Regions from separate parts of the Macaca mulatta genome. Here region 2 is linked to region 1. Evidence: chromatin contacts called from public Hi-C data. All regions are on one chromosome and are shown on one strand. The core of a region is the stretch at or near the end of the contact, and the rest is flanking DNA. Distances in the headings are between cores, read along the strand shown.

Evidence for each region. A called contact is a pair of places that touch in the nucleus more often than the background predicts.
Region 2: a contact with region 1 is called in a Hi-C map of fetal cortical plate, with 2.0 times the contacts expected there. The contact joins the promoter of NPAT here to the promoter of ACAT1 in region 1. A contact is called at or near these places in 2 of 14 Hi-C or Micro-C datasets (fetal cortical plate and liver).

The regions. Positions count from the first base shown.
Region 1 is chr14:108,972,379-108,980,182 of T2T-MMU8v2.0, forward strand. ACAT1 (acetyl-CoA acetyltransferase 1) reads left to right here and starts at 2,886. Exons shown (of 12, transcript NM_001265693.1): 1 at 2,886-2,965. The coding sequence starts at 2,894.
Region 2 is chr14:109,070,902-109,078,705 of T2T-MMU8v2.0, forward strand. It overlaps NPAT (nuclear protein, coactivator of histone transcription), which reads right to left and starts at 3,332. Exons shown (of 18, transcript XM_015115607.3): 1 at 3,194-3,332. The coding sequence starts at 3,230. It overlaps ATM (ATM serine/threonine kinase), which reads left to right and starts at 3,654. Exons shown (of 63, transcript XM_015115608.3): 1 at 3,654-3,862.

The sequences.
Region 1 (7,804 bases), core at 1,636-4,135:
AAAGAGCAGCTTGCCTGCTGTAGCTCCAGAAGTGAATGTACTGTTCTTCTCCCCTCAATGCTCCTAAATCTCTCTGAACTTCTCTAGAAGCTGTCCTGATGAACATGGTGGCAATATTTCCTGGTAGTGCCTCTGATGGCAGAATTGTCCAATTAGAGCTGACTTCTATGTTCCTAGTTAGGTTTCTCCTAGGGCAGGTCTCTCCTAAGATACAACTAGTGTAGTGAGTGCCTAGAAGCTTAGCCCTAGCAACCAGACTGCCTAGATTCCAATTGCAACTGTGTCACTAACTACAAGCTTTGTGCCCTTGGACAAACTTCTGGAAAATGTGGATAATGCTACTTCCTAATTCAGTGGATTTTTGTGAGGATTAAATTAATTAAACTGTGAATGAACTGGTTCATATTAAGAACTATATACATAGCTATATAACCAGTCTTTATTTTTTCTTCTTCTTCTTTTTTTGAGACACAGTCTCATTCTGTTGTCCAGGCTGGAGTGCAGTGGCGTGATCTCAGTTCACTGCAATCTCCACCTCCCAGGTTCAAGCAATTATCCTGCCTCAGCCTCCTGAGTAGCTGGGATCACAGGTGCCCACCACCATGCCCAGCTAATTTGTGTATTTTTAGTAGAGATGGGGTTTTGCTGTGTTGGCCAGGCTGGTTTTGAACTCCTGACTTCAAATTATCCACTCACCTGGGCCTCCCAAAGTGCTGTGATTACAGGTGTGAGCCACCACGCCCAGCCTAACCAGTCATTTTTTACAGTGTGATGCCCCACTCATGAGCTTGGCCTCTCACAACTGGTTATCTCTATGAGGCCAGACCTTTAGTTTTCTGATTCATTTCTTTAAAAATTCAGCTTTTTCAGTTAGAAATATTATCGGTTTCACACACACACACACACACGCAGCTTAAACACTGACATACAATGTAATGACTTCCTTTCAATAATTCTCAAAGCAGCCCAGTATGAAAAATATTTGGCCTTTGGTAGAAGGGGAAGGTGTCAGTGTGACATTCCAAGGAAGGAGGTAGGCCTTGGTGAGCTGTTGAATAGAGAGGTTCGTGTCGGTGCAGGAATCACAGAGGACTTTAAGGGACAAACCTGGAGTGACGGGGAAATTAAAGACAGGGTGCTATATTTATAGCTATATTAAAAAATTACTCCAGCCAGGCATGGTGGCTGACGCCTGTAATCCCAGTACTTTGAGAGGCTGAGGGGGGCGGATTTCCTGAGCTCAGGAGTTTGAGACCAGCCTCTGGGCAACATGGTGAAATCCCGTCTCGACTAAAATACAAAAGATTAGCCAGGCGTGGCAGCGTGCACCTGTAATCCCAGCTACTTGGGAGACTGAGGCTGGAGAATTGCTGGAACTCAGGAGGCAGAGGTTGCAATGAGCCAAGATCACGCCACTGCACTGCAGCCTGGGTGACAAGAGCGAGACATTGTCTCAAAAAAAAAAAAAAAAAAAAAAAAAAAAAATTACCCCCGAACAGACCTGTTAAGGCGGCTTATGCCTATAATCTCTGTGCTTTGGGAGGCCAACGCCAGAAGATGTCTTAAGGTCAGGAGTTTGAGACCAGCCTGGGCAACAAGACCCCTTCTCCACATAAAATACAAATAAAAAAAATTAGCATTGTGGAACCTGCCTGTAGTCCTAGCTACTTGGGAAGCAGAGACAGGAGGATCCCCTAGCTACAGGAGGCAGAGACAAGGAGGATCCCCTGAGACCAGGAGTTTGAGGCTGCACTGAGCTATGATTGCACCACTGTACTCCAGCCTGGGTGACAGAGTGAGACCCTATCTTAAAAAAAAAAAAAAAAAAATTACTCCAAAACATAATGGCTTAAAATAACAACCATTTGTTTTCCCTCATTTCTGTGGATCATGAATTCAGACAACATGGTGGGGATGGCTTGTCTCTGCTCCATGATGTCTGGGGTCTCAGCTGGAGCGGTTGAAGGTTGGGGACTGGAATCACCTGAAGCCTTTTACCCATATTTGTATCTGGACTGAGCCTGGAATTTGATTGCTTCAAAATATTTTCACAGCTGGATGGGATGGCTCACGGCTGTAATCCCAGCACTTTGAGAGGCCGAGGCTGGTCGATTGCTTGAACCCAGAAGTTAGCAACCAGCCTAGGCAACATAGGGAGACTTAGTCTTTACAAAAAAATACAAAAATTACCCGGGCGTGGTCGCCTGCGCCTGTAATCCCCGCACTTTGGGAGGCCGAGGAGGAAGGCTCACTTGAGTCCAGGAGTTCAAGACCAGTCTGGCCAACATGGTGAAACGCCGTCTCCACAAAAAATACAAAAATTATCCGGTTGTGGAGGCTTGCGCCTGTAGTCCCAGCTACTTGGGTGGCTGGGGAGGGAGGATCGCTTGAGCCCTGGAGGTCGAGATTGCAGTGAGCTGTGATCGCGTCAGTGCACTCCAGCCTGGGTGACAGAGTGAGATCCTGTCTCAAAAAAAAAAAAAAAAAAAAAAAATCCTAAAATATTTTCATGAGTTTGTGCTGAGTAGGCCTAAGGGAAACATGCTCAGTGAATCGAAAAATCTCGGATTACACATAAACTACCGGCCCCGGCGGGTTAGAAGTGGTAGACACGGGATTCAGCAGCGTGTCAGGTATTCGTTGACCCCGGTGCCAGCGTCTCCATCCACGTCATTCACTTGTCAACCTTTCCTCGCCCAGGCTGCGGGGTCCCAGCGCCACGCTCCGCCCCACCCTTGGCTGCCGGCCAATCGCTGCCGACTGTGACGGTCCAGGGTTACTATTGGAGGAGGCGGGATGGGCGGTGCCCGCTCCGGGTCGCTGTGGGTGCGGGGTTGGGGAGGACGCCGAGGTGTTCTCTGCCTGTGCAGCAGCCCCTCGGCGTTCTGCAATCATGGCTGTGCTGGCGGCACTTCTGCGCGGCGGCGCCCGCAGCCGCAGCCCCCTGCTCCGGAGGCTGGTGCAGGTGAGCGGGGTTCGTCCCCACAGCGCTCAGACCTGGGAAGCGAGGAGTCCCCCGCCTCGAAAGCTTCCAGCCCGCGGCCGTTGCAGCTCCGGCGGCCCGGGCGCGCGGCGTAGGCCCCAGGACAGGCAGGCGACTGGGTCTTGTCCAAAAACCGCCGAAGTGCTCCCATAACACCCAGGGACTCGCGTATTTTTACAGCACTTTTCTACTTCCGAGGTCTCGGCGTAATCATCTTAATGAGCGTTACTGGTGTGTTTAACCAGTACGTGTTAAACACCAGGGCAGGTGTCTGGTGTCAAACACGAGGGCACGCGTCTGGGCGGACAGGACGGCCGGGATTGGCGCTGGCCCGGCCTGAGCGGTGGGATCGGGGAGAGCCTCTTTGCAGGCCTGTGCAGCTGCTCCCGAGATTTTCTTTAAAAGATGTTCGTGTGCTTTATTGTCAGGAGAGGTTCCTTTTCTTTTTTAATACAATAGATAATCATTGGGCGTACAAGGGGAGAGGGCACCATGTGATCATAACAGACGTTTTTTGGAGCAGCCTAAAATTTATCAGGGAAAGCTAATGACTACTCAGATAATACAATAAATTAGCCGGGCGCGGTGGCTCAAGCCTGTAATCCCAGCACTTTGGGAGGCCGAGACGGGCGGATCACGAGGTCAGGAGATCGAGACCATCCTGGCTAACACGGTGAAACCCCGTCTCTACTAAAAAATACAAAAAAACTAGCCGGGCGAGGTGGCGGGCGCCTGTAGTCCCAGCTACTCGGGAGGCTGAGGCAGGAGAATGGCGTGAACCCGGGAGGCGGAGCTTGCAGTGAGCTGAGATCCGGCCACTGCACTCCAGCCTGGGCGACAGAGCGAGACTCCGTCTCAAAAAAAAAAAAAACAAAACAAAACAATAAATTATACTGGATATATATCAAATATATATATATATACTTGATATATATCAAGCAAGCTCACATACTGAGGGTGTTCCAAGGGATGTCTCTCTTCTTATTATTGTGTTTAGAGAACACAACAGGGGCGGAGTCTCAAAGAATTTATTCTCCACATGCGTAAGCAAGGGAGTACGCACCGCAGATTGTCAGGCAAAGCCTCAGGAATAGGTAGAGACCTTCAGGGTGTGGTTAGTGAAACTTGAGTTTTCCAGGTCGATTGGGGCAATAAGCTTGGGGATCCAGTTATGTTGTGAGTGTATGGATTTGACCCTAGTTAAGTAGGGATTATTGATGTGTTTGTTTTTGTTGCAGTGGGAGATGACTCTAGTTCTTATGTCTGGGCGTAGAGTAACATCACTTGCACAAGGGTGCTGGCGGTAGGAGCTGTGCAAGAGATTGTGAAGAACCAGTGTAGGACTTTACAATTATGGAGTGAGGGTGCGAAGCCAAGGGAAAAGAAAGTCTAAAACTGATCCTGGGTGACTGAGATAATAGAAAAGTCAAAATGCGTAGGTTTCCAAGGAAGAATAGTTTTTAGCCATTTGTTAGTCTCATGGGATGAGTGGAGAAATCACAAGAATGTAATTAGGTTATCTTGGGTTTCAGTCAGTATTGACTAAGTGAGGTAGGTGAACTAGGTACTCTAGAGATGTAAAAAAAAAAAAGTTCAGAACCTTCTTAATTTATGGTTTAATTAAGATCTTACAATCAGGCTGGTTGAGGTGGCTTATGCCAGTAATCCCAGCACTTTGGGAGGCTGAGGTGGGTAGATCATTTGAAGTCAGGAGTTCAAGACCAGCTTGACCAACATGGTGAAACCCGACCTCTATTAAAAATACAAAAAAAAAAAAAAAAAAAAAAAAAAGCCAGGCGTGGTGGTGGGTGCCTGTAATCCCAGCTACTTGGGAGGCTGAGGCAGGAGAATCGCTTGAACCCGGGAGGGGAAGGTTGCAGTGAGCTGAGATCGTGCCACTGCACTCCAGCCTGGGCAACAGAGTGAGACTCCATCTTAAAAAAAAATCTTAAAATGAAACACAAATACTCGTACAATCAAAAACAAATACTCCTCATGAAAAAAATGCCTGTACATGCTCTCATGTATGATATGTGACATTCATGTTACTGAACTCTAGGAAGCAGTTGTATTGGATACTTGAATTAAATGGTCATTTATTGAATCAATAAACAGGATTTTCAGTTTTCTGTGCTATTTTGTAGAATAGAATTTGACCTCTCATTACATTGGCTCTTTTCCCTTTGCTTATCAGGTCTCTTTTATGTTCAACAAATCTTTATGGACTTTATTGGAGCGTGTTGCCTTTCTAGCTTGAATCACTTTTCTCTCTCTAGTCAAAGGAGTGGTCTTTACTCATTACCTCCCATTTATTCTGCATCCATTTCTCCTTAACTCTCTGCAGTTAAATTTCTGTGCCACTCAAGCTGAAAATTACCAGTGATTTCCTTTTTCTGTGGTTTTAAATTATTTTTTAAAATCTATGTTTATTTTAGTTTTTGTAGACACAGAGTCTGGTTCTGTTGCGCACGCTGGTCTTGGACTTCTGGCCTCCCAAACTGGTGTGAGCCATTGTGCTCGGCCCATGTTTTTTCTTCTTGACCTTTATCCTATATTTGACACTATTGACCACTCCCTCCTTGAAACTCCTGTTTTGTGTTTTGATCCAGTTTTCAGCTTCTTTTAATACTCAGACTTAAAAAAAATTTCCTATCTTGTGCCAGTCTTGGGCCTATTTGCTCCCAGATTCATTTCTCTCCCCTCCCCTATTCTGTCTGCATGACTGTAGGCTGACCAATGTCAGCTGGCTTCTGGCTGGGTGTAGCCAGTGTGAGGCACCGGTGTGAGGCACCGGTGGAAGATTGGAAGATAGGAGGAAGGGAGAAGGCAGAATAATTTCTCTGTCTGTCTGTCTGTCTGTCTCTGGCAGTGTCTGTCTCTCTTGTGGTTCCTGCTTCTGCTGGGTTCCTGACCCCTTGGCTTTGGTAACCTTGCTTCTTCCCTTTGACCTACCAGCCTGTATGCTAGTTCCTTCCTGTTGCTAATTTCTTTCTTTTTTTCATTTTTTGAGATCAACTATCGCTCTTGTTGCCCAGGCTAGAGTGCCGTGGGCGCAATCTTGACTCACTGCAACCTCTGCCTCCCAGGTTCAAGCAGTTCTCCTGCCTCAGCCTCCTAGGTTCAAGCAGTTCTCCTGCCTCAGCCTCCTGAGTAGCTGGGATTACAGGCACCTGCCATCATGCCTGCTAATTTTTGTATTTTTAGTAGAGACAGAGTTTCACCATGTTAGCCAGGATGGTCTCGAACTCCTGACCAGCCCACCAGGTGATCCACCTCTGATGATCTGCCCACCGCAGCCTCCTAAAGTGCTGGGATTACAGGTGTGAGCCACCACACCCGGCCCCCTTTCCTTTTTCTAATCTTACCCTAGTACTCTCAGTTCTCTACACTGCAGCCAGAGTGGTCTTTTTATAACATAAAAGCTTTCAGTGGCTTGTCATTGCCCTCAGGCCAGAATCTAGACCCTTATCATGATCTGCTGGGCCCTACTTACTCTGTGACCTCAGCTGTTGCTGTGCTCACTCTGCTTTTGCCACAGGACCCTTCTTTCTATACTTAGTATGTGTGCCAAGTTTGTTCCTAATTCATGGCCTTTGTCCTACTTGTTCCTAATGCCTCAAATGTGCTTTTCTTGGATCTTTCCAAGGATGACTCTTTAACATTCATTTCTCAGCTCCACTAACATTGCTAGAAGGCCTTTTTTGACTCTCCCATGTAAAGTAGGCCCTCAGTTACTCTTTAGTTCATGATCAGTTTTGCTGGTTTCATAACATATTTATTGTAGCTGAAATTTTGTTTCTCTGAGTAATTGGTAAGTTTCAGACTGTCTTCAAATATTTGTTTCATGTCTGCTGCCATCACTGGGATAGAAAATAAATAAAATCAGTCTGTTTGCCATCACTGGGATAGAAAATAAATAAAATCAGTCTGTTTGCCATCACTGGGATAGAAAATAAATAAAATCAGTCTCTTCTTGGAATTCACAGTCTAGTAGGGAGACAATCAAGGCACCTGAAAGTTACAAAATTATATGTTCTGGAACAGTTAGAATGTGCATGGGCGTTATGGAAGTTGCAGTAGGAGTGCTGACCTCTGCCTGGCATGGCAGAGGATTTACATTTTCAAAACTGGATGGACTGTAGAGAGGTGTCAGAGGAGGCAGGGAACTAGGTAGAAGGCCATTAATACAAACTAGAGCCCTCCCTGAAAGATAATTGTGTTATGTAGATAAAACTTAATGGGTAGTGTTCATTCAGCATGTATTTATTGTACACTGTATGGTTCAGTGTCCTGACCATACTATAATTTTGTCATTCATTTCTGATATTTAATGAGCACTAGGCACTGCGCTAAGTCATAGGGATGTAGCAGTGAACAAGAGACACCGTCCTGCCATCAGGAAGCCTGCATTATGTTGGAGGGGTGGATAATAAAACAAAGATGTGAACCACATACTTACAGTGTGAGAGGTGCTTTGAAGGAAATAAAGATATTCATATTAAAGAGAGGAAAAAGTAGAGGGTAACTTTAGATAGAGTAGTTAGCGTGGACCACTCTGGGAATGTGTCATTAGAAAAGACATGAAGAATAAAAATGAGCTAGCCATGGATTGCTGGGGAAGTTTTTTGTTTTGTTTTTGATTTTTTTGGAGACAGGATCGCACTCTGTTGCCCGGGCTAGAGTGCAGTGGCACGATCTCGGCTCACTACAACATCTGCCTCCTGGATTCAAGCGATTCTCCCACCTCAACCTCCCAAGTAGCTGGGACTACAGGTGCCCACCCCCACACCCAGCTAATTTTTGTATTTTTAGTAGACACGG
Region 2 (7,804 bases), core at 2,082-4,581, 99 kb after region 1:
ACTACCATCCCCTCATCAGGCAAGTCTTCCATGTTCCACACAGTCAACTCAGCCTCTTATCATTAGCATAGTGGCTTCCTACTGTCACTAACCACTGAGATGTCTTAGTTATAAGCTGCTGGGCGTCTTAGTTTTTCTCTCACCAGTGTAACCAATTCTCTCATTAAATCTTTCCATGTTAAATACTCAGAGTGGTTTCTATTTTTTTTAATGCATACTGTCTCATACAGAAGGTAACAAATCTATTTAAGAAAACCTTTACAGATGATAATTTTGGGGACTCCCAGAACTCCTGAAGCTTGTCCATTCATCCATGACTAAGACTACTAATAAAACAAAAAAGCAAGTTTCAAATTGGGAAGATGAAAAAGTTCCAGAAACTGATGGTAGTGATGGTTGCAGAACAATATCAATACAGTTAACACTACTGATCTGTACACTAAAAACAAAAACAACAACAACAACAAACTCATTGTTTTGGGCTTTAAGAACTATACATTTTAAAATGGTGAATTTTGTTATGTATATTTTATCAAAAAAAGTAAACACACAGCTACAATAAGACATGATAAGGTTGCAACAGAAGTACAATGCTGTGGCAACATTTAAGAAAGTACTAACTGTACTTGCTGAATGAAGTTTCAGAGATCAGGTGTGACCTGAACCTTGAATGCAAATGTACTGGGAAGACAAAGAGAAGTAGAATACATATAAGAATATCCAAAGAAACTTCAATTTGTTTGGCACGTCTGTAGCATAAAGTAGATGTTAAGAAGTTGAGATCAAGCTGGAGAGGTAAGTAGGATCAGTTCCACAGATCACCTTGAATAAACGGATAAAAACTGAACTGATGGCCCAGAGGCAATAAACAACACTTTGATGTATTCTGGCCCATACATTTTGTAAAATCCCAACAAGGCAACAAGGGCTACTTAAGTGGAGTAGTGAGATGCAAAAGTCAGAGTGCAGTATCCTGAAGGATAAAAAGTAGGTGAAGAACAGCAACTAACGGAATTCTTTGTTCTTTGAATACATTTGACTTGTGAAAGCGTGACACAGAACATCAGACAGAACGTCCTGTTTGTGTCTAATGTCTACTGGGGTCTAGAAAAGTGTTTTTTTTGTGTGTGTGTAACAGTAAAAAAACCATAATTATCTCAACACTAAGGGGAGAAAACTTACTTCTCTATGTTCAGCAATTGGCAGTGTTTGGAACACATTAAGCACCCAAAGACTTGCTGGAAAAAACATTATGAAGGGGCCAATAACAAGAAGAGCTGAAGATGGGGAGGGGGTACTGATAGAAGAATCATGAGTAAATAATAAACCTGATATGAGAAAGATATACACGATATATATATATTTAAGATGTATAACGATAAATAACAAAAGTAAGAGCATTAGGCATGGGGAGGCTTTTTTTTTGTATTGTATACTCCTGCACATTTGAAATTTTTAGTAAGAACAGAATTATATCAACTTTCAGAATAAAAGGTATAGTGCGAACGCTTCAGGTAGATTTGTGACAGCAGTAAATAAAATGAATTGCAAGGACAACTATCTAGGAAGCCATGACAGAAGTCCAAACGAGAAGTAATGGCAGGCACATTGCGGGACTGGTGGCAGTGAAAATGGAATGTGAATGACAAAGATTTTTAAGGTAAGAAAACCATGGCTGGCGTTTTTTGTCCATTAAATGAAAAGCAGGAAGTCAGCAGAGTAGCCGGTTTGTGGAGAAAGAATACTCACAAATTGATGCGAATTATTTCAATTAGAAAATGATACTGCTTTCTTAGGACTTTCTTAACTAGGGATGATTCTGCCCTCCAGGGGACATACTAGCAACACCTACAGACATTTTCCCTAATCACAACTGGGTAAGGGCAGGGTGGGGAATGGGTGTCCTACTGTAATCTAGTGAATAGAAGCCAGGAATGCTGCTTTTTAATCCTACAATGTTTGAGCACAGGATAGCTCCCCACAATAAAGAATTATTAGGCCCAAAATGTTAACAGTACTGAGGCTGAGAAATCATGTCTAAGACTACAGTTACCGAAACTCAACTAGATTACCAAACTGCCAAAACTCAGAATTCTTAAGCAAAAGATTAACCAGATATTAACAAAACAGTTTAAACTTGTCATTAGTTTCTTCAAAAATGGATGGTGGAACCATTTCCGTTTAACGTTTCCTGCAAAATGAGCTTATCAAGAGCCCTGCGCAAATAACATTTTTGTGGACAGCGCTGGGCATTTAAAAGAGGCACAAGACAAATGGGTTTTCCGAACAATAAAATAATGGTAGTAATGGCTGCGAATACTACGGGAGGTTTCATCACAGATGCTTGCCATTTACTTTTAAGGACGTCGCATACGACGTCTGTAAATCACTGGCTCGGGTTTTGAGCTTTACGTGACTCTCGTCCCCTGTAGTACAATCCTTTTTATTCTTTCAAGGGACAAACAACAAAACCCGTCTCTCACTCAGACAATACACCCTGACAGACAAGTGACCCACAAACCACCCCTCCTCAAATGAAGGTAAAACTAGGGCTAGAAAACATTCAACTAATTTAAGGCAATTAACCCTCTGAAATTTTTTGCTGATCAAAGGTACAGGAATTGCTGTTTTAAAATATGCAAGTGGCATTTCACACCTCTACACTGGACGACGTATTGCGTGGAGGATGGAGAAGGAAGATCACCCTTACTCCCAAATTCGTAGTTATAAGGGCGGGTAATTAAAAGGGCGCCAGGAAGGTCTCCCTACAAAGATGGGGGGCCGGGGAAGTCCCTCTTTGCCCTATTTTGGTCCCAGCAATGAACCACGGAAAGTGCGCCCAAGGTTAAAGCACACGCAACCCGTCCGTCATGCAGACATACGCTCTTTCAGGGGTCCTAATTAACTGTGGAGGCCTGACTTTCCCTCCGAATCCGGCTCCAGGTGTTGCACCTCGAGCTTCCCCTCGGCCTTCCCCTCGCCACGCAGCCTCTGAAGAGAGAAGCATCTACATACAAAGAAGCTTAAACTGCCTAGAACCTCAGAGTGACGAAGAATCACCGCCAGTCTCAACTCGTAAGCTGGGAGGCAAAACCCTAAAGCTTCCCCAACCCAGGGAAAACCTTTGGCCTCAAAGGTCCTTGTGTCCGGCATAGCCGGGTCCAATAACCCTCCTTCCCGAGCCCGCGCTTACCCAATACAAGCCGGGCTACGTCCGAGGGTAACAACATGATCAAAACCGCAGCAGGAACCACAATAAGGAACAAGACTCAGGTTAAAGCAAACACAGCGACAGCTCCTGCGCCGCATCTCCCGGTTCCAGTGGCGGTACTGAACCCGCGGCAATTTGTCCCGCCTCTTTCGCTTTACGCCAGCCAATCGCTTCTGCCAGAGAAAGAAAGGCGCCGAAATGAAACCCGCCTCCGTTCGCCTTTGGAACTGTCGTCACTTCCGTCCTCAAACTTGGAGGGGCGGGGATGAGGAGGGTGAGGACGGCGGGTGAGAACCCCGGATCCCGAGCCGAAGGGCGAGCCGCAAACGCTAGGTCGCTGGCCATTGGTGGACGAGGCGCAGGCGCATTTGCTCCGACGGGCCGGATGTTTTGGGGGAGTGTTTTGAGCGCGGAGACCGCGTGATGCTTGGCGCGCATGGGCACACCGTGCTCTGCCGCTGCTCGGCCCTGCTTCTTCTTCCAGAGGTGGGCGCTGTGCAGTCACGCAGGGTTTGAACCGGAAGCGGGAGTAGGTACCTGCGTGGCTAACGGAGAAAAGAAGCCGTCGCCGCGGGAGGAGGCGAGAAGAGCCAGGATCTGCGCTGCAGCCATCGCCGTGGTTGATACCACTTTGACCTTCCGAATACAACGGTAGGGGCGCAGAGGCAACGCAGAGGCTCCTGCGTTGGAAAATTCAGTCGCATGCGATCCAGTTTGTCCTTTCCCTAGACCCCCAATCTCATGCACCCCTCCAGAGCGGCCCTTGACTCCTCTCCTCACTCCATCTTTCCCTTGACTCCTTTCCTCACTCCATCTTTCCCGGCCTCTCTTCGGGTTCCTAGCGGACTTGGCCAATAACCTCATCCTTTTAAATGCCCTGAATTGAACCCTCCCTCTTGCTCATCCTCTTTTCGTGTCACCTTAGGGTTCAGATTTAACTACGCGACTTGACCAGTCATCTTTTGATCTCTCTTTCGTATTTAGTACTTTTAGTCAGCGAGCATTGATTGATATTTTAACTGCAGCCTCGCGGTTAAGAGCTTGGGCTCTGGAAGCATACGGCTGGAGTTGGAATTCTGACTGTCACTCGTGTGACCTCGCTCTACTGTCTTGTGAAGATAAGTGAGATAATCTTGACCTGCGGTGAGCACTCGTGAGCGTTAGCTACTGTTGTTACCAGGTACAGATAAGTAGAAAGACAACTACAATAGATGATAATGTATGTGATAGGGGAGTACTCTGATGGTAGAGGAGTGACTTTGGTTCTCTGCAAACTCAGCCTGAGACTATCAATTCAGTTTGTGGTGAGACCTCGCAGCGTTACCTTGGCAGATGGTAGAAGCCTTCCAGATGGAAGGAAAAATGCGTGTAAAGGCACAAAGTGTAGAAGGACCCTGAAGCTCCAGAGTGAGGTCTAGTATTGAATGAAATATATTTTGTGGGTTTTCAACTGCTGAAGTCGTAGGAATGGATGAGACCAAGAAAACAAAACTGTTCTTTGAGGTATGAGCGGAAGAAGAGCTATCAGGAGACTTTCGAAACAGTCATAAAGGAAGAGAATATGATCATCGCTAACATTTGCTGTGTTTCAGGCACTGTAAGCATGTATATGGGTCCTTACAGGAACTCATAGAGGTAGGTACTAGTATTGTTTTTCCTTTTCTCATTGAGAAACTGAGGTTTGAAGAGATTAGTGAACTTGCTCTAGATTATACGGTTTGTAAGTGGCTGAACCAGTATTTGAACTAATACAATCTGACTACAGAGGCCACACTCCTTAGCACTAGAAAAGAATGACATGCCAAGGGCAGAGTTATTTCTAGGAAGATGGGATATAAGCGTCATTGACAAGTTCTGCAAAGGGGTCAACTTGGTTGAGATCTAAAAAGGAACACTGAATTCGTCAATTCAGAGGCTCGTAGGAGGTGGGAAATCTGTATCTTTTCATTTGAACCTTGAGTGGAACCTAGATATTCTGGATTAATGTATAAATGAAGTTCATCTTTATGTGGTGACATTCATACTCTAGTTGATTACCTAATAGTTCCTCTGCCTTCTTTCAGTTCCGCCAACATACTGTGTGCTTTTACATTGTAGAACCCTTTGGCTGTGCTAGTTTCCTTCCCTGAAGTGTTGGTCCTCTAGCCCTTTTTTGGTTTGGCACCAGTTAGTTCAGATCTTGGCTTTATTATAAACTCCTCTGAGATATGTTCCCTGACAATTTATCTAAAATGATCCTCTCTACAGTTATTTTCTATCACTGTATTTTTGTTTCCTCAGAGGCATACATCACAATTTGGAATTATGCATTGATTTATCAGTTTACTTGTTTACTGACACTCTGCTGCCCAGATACGACTCCATGAGGGTAGGATTTGTATCTGTTTAGTTCATTATTTGTCTAGCTATACTTAGTAAATATTGTTTGCATCTATCAGTGAATGAACATCTTCTGTTTATGTAGATAATACTGAACTGTTTTGTTTTCTTCAAAGTAATCATTAAGAAACTGAAGGTAAGAAAAACAAGTTCAAAGAAGTCACACCATGGGGAAAAAAAAAGTCAAGTTTAGGGCTGCCTCTTCCGGGAAGTGTCAAATCTTTAGTATATTTAGGAATAAAGGTGCTAGCCCTTATGGTTCTTTGGATACTGCTAAGGTATTTTCGTTGGTTACGTTACCAGCTTCATTTTCCTTATTGACTTCAAGAGGGCTTTAAACTGAAATTGAAGAAGTAAGAAAATTCCTAGATAAAACCATAAGGAATAGAAAATCAAAAATGATAATACTTGTCCACAGGAAGTATATAATCAAATGAAAAGGACTCAAATAACAATCTGTAATCTATAGCAGAGTAAAGTGGAGGTTGTCATAGTGTTGGGGGATGGGGAGGTCAGAAGAACCACCAGTGAATACAAAAGGAGAAGAGAATCAGAGCCGTCTGCTAATAAAATGGGTAGTCAGCTCTTTTTTTTTTTTTTTTTTTGAGACAGAGTTTTTCTCTGTTGCCCAGGCTGAGTGCAATTGTGTGATCTCAGCTAACTGCAACTTCTGCCTCTTGGGTTCAAGTGAGTCTCCTGCCTCAGTCTCCCCAATGGCTAGGATTACAGGCATGTGCTACCACACCTGGCTAATTTTTGTATTTTTCGTAGAGACGGAGTTTCACCATGTTGGCCAGGCTGGCTGATCTTGAACTTCTGACTTCGTGAAATGCTCACCTCAGCCTCCCAGAATGCTGGGATTACAGGCATGAGCCACTGCGCCAGGCCCGGGTAGTCAGCTCTTACTGAGAATATTCAAAGACAGGGCATTCATTTTGTAGGAGACATTCTTTCCTTTATAGGAAAATTGGACCTGTTCTCTTAGTTCCTCCCAATTTTGAGATTTTGTGAGATTGAATCGGGACAGAAAAACATACTTGATCTTGAAAGATTAAGTAGAATTTAGATGTATGGATAGGAGAAGGACTTTACCTTTTTACATCTTGAGTTGTAAGTATGTGTAGGTATAATATACATAAATATATGTATTTTTTCTGTTTACAGACATTCATAGTCTAATAAAAAAACTTCTTTGTATCATATAAAGGTTTAGATCAGAACTGGTAAAACAGAATGCTGTTTCTTTTTTCTTTTCTATTTTAGGTTCTGGGGGTAGATGTGCGGGTTTGTTACATGGGTAAATTGCATGTTTTTGAGGCTTGGTGTACGAATGATTCTGTCACTCAGGTAGTGAGCATAGTACCTGATAAGTAGCGCTTCAAGCCATACCTCTTTCTCTCTCTGTCCCTCAAACAGTCCCCAGTGTCAGTTTTTCCCATCTTTGTGTCCATGTTGAAATACTGTTCTTATTAGATTATTTTGAAGGACATCAAAAGAGAGTTTGATTATATCAGAAGCCCCCAAAAGAAGAGAGCTACTACAGTGGAATCAAGACATAGTAAAATATAGTTGATCCTTGACATTTGCAAAGGATACCACCATAGCATAGAATTTCCTTTTAAAACAGAAATATTTTACTCCTATCGTTATGTGTTAAATAAGAGCCTTAATTACCAGTCGAGATGGAAGTGGTAGGCAAAGCTTACTAGCTCTGATAGCCTCCTACTTATCAGTTCCAAAGCATGTTTTAAGCCTTTGGCTCAGCAAAATGACACATCTCTCCAGATGAGCAAGAGTGCTTTTTTCTTTTTTTTTTTCTTTGAGACGTAGTCTTGCTCTGTCACCAGGCTGGAGTGCAGTAGTGCGATCTCTGCTCACTGCAACCTCCGCCTCCCGGGTACAAGTGATTATTCTGCCTCAGCCTCCTGAGTAGCTGGGACTACAAGCATGCACCACCATGCCCAGCCAAGAGTGCTTTTAAATAATTCATTGTCAATGTTAAATTCTTGAGTACTCATTTCCTTATTTGCCTGGCTGTTTTCTATTTATCTTTCATGTTTGAATTTAAATGTCATGTTTCTTTGGTCTCAGAGTAATAAAAAGTAAATATACTTCCCCCGTCTCCCACCCCAATGGAGTCTTCCTCTGTCACCCAGGCTGGAGTACTGTGGCTCGATCTTTGCTCACTGAAAGCTCTGCCTCCAGGGTTCGAGC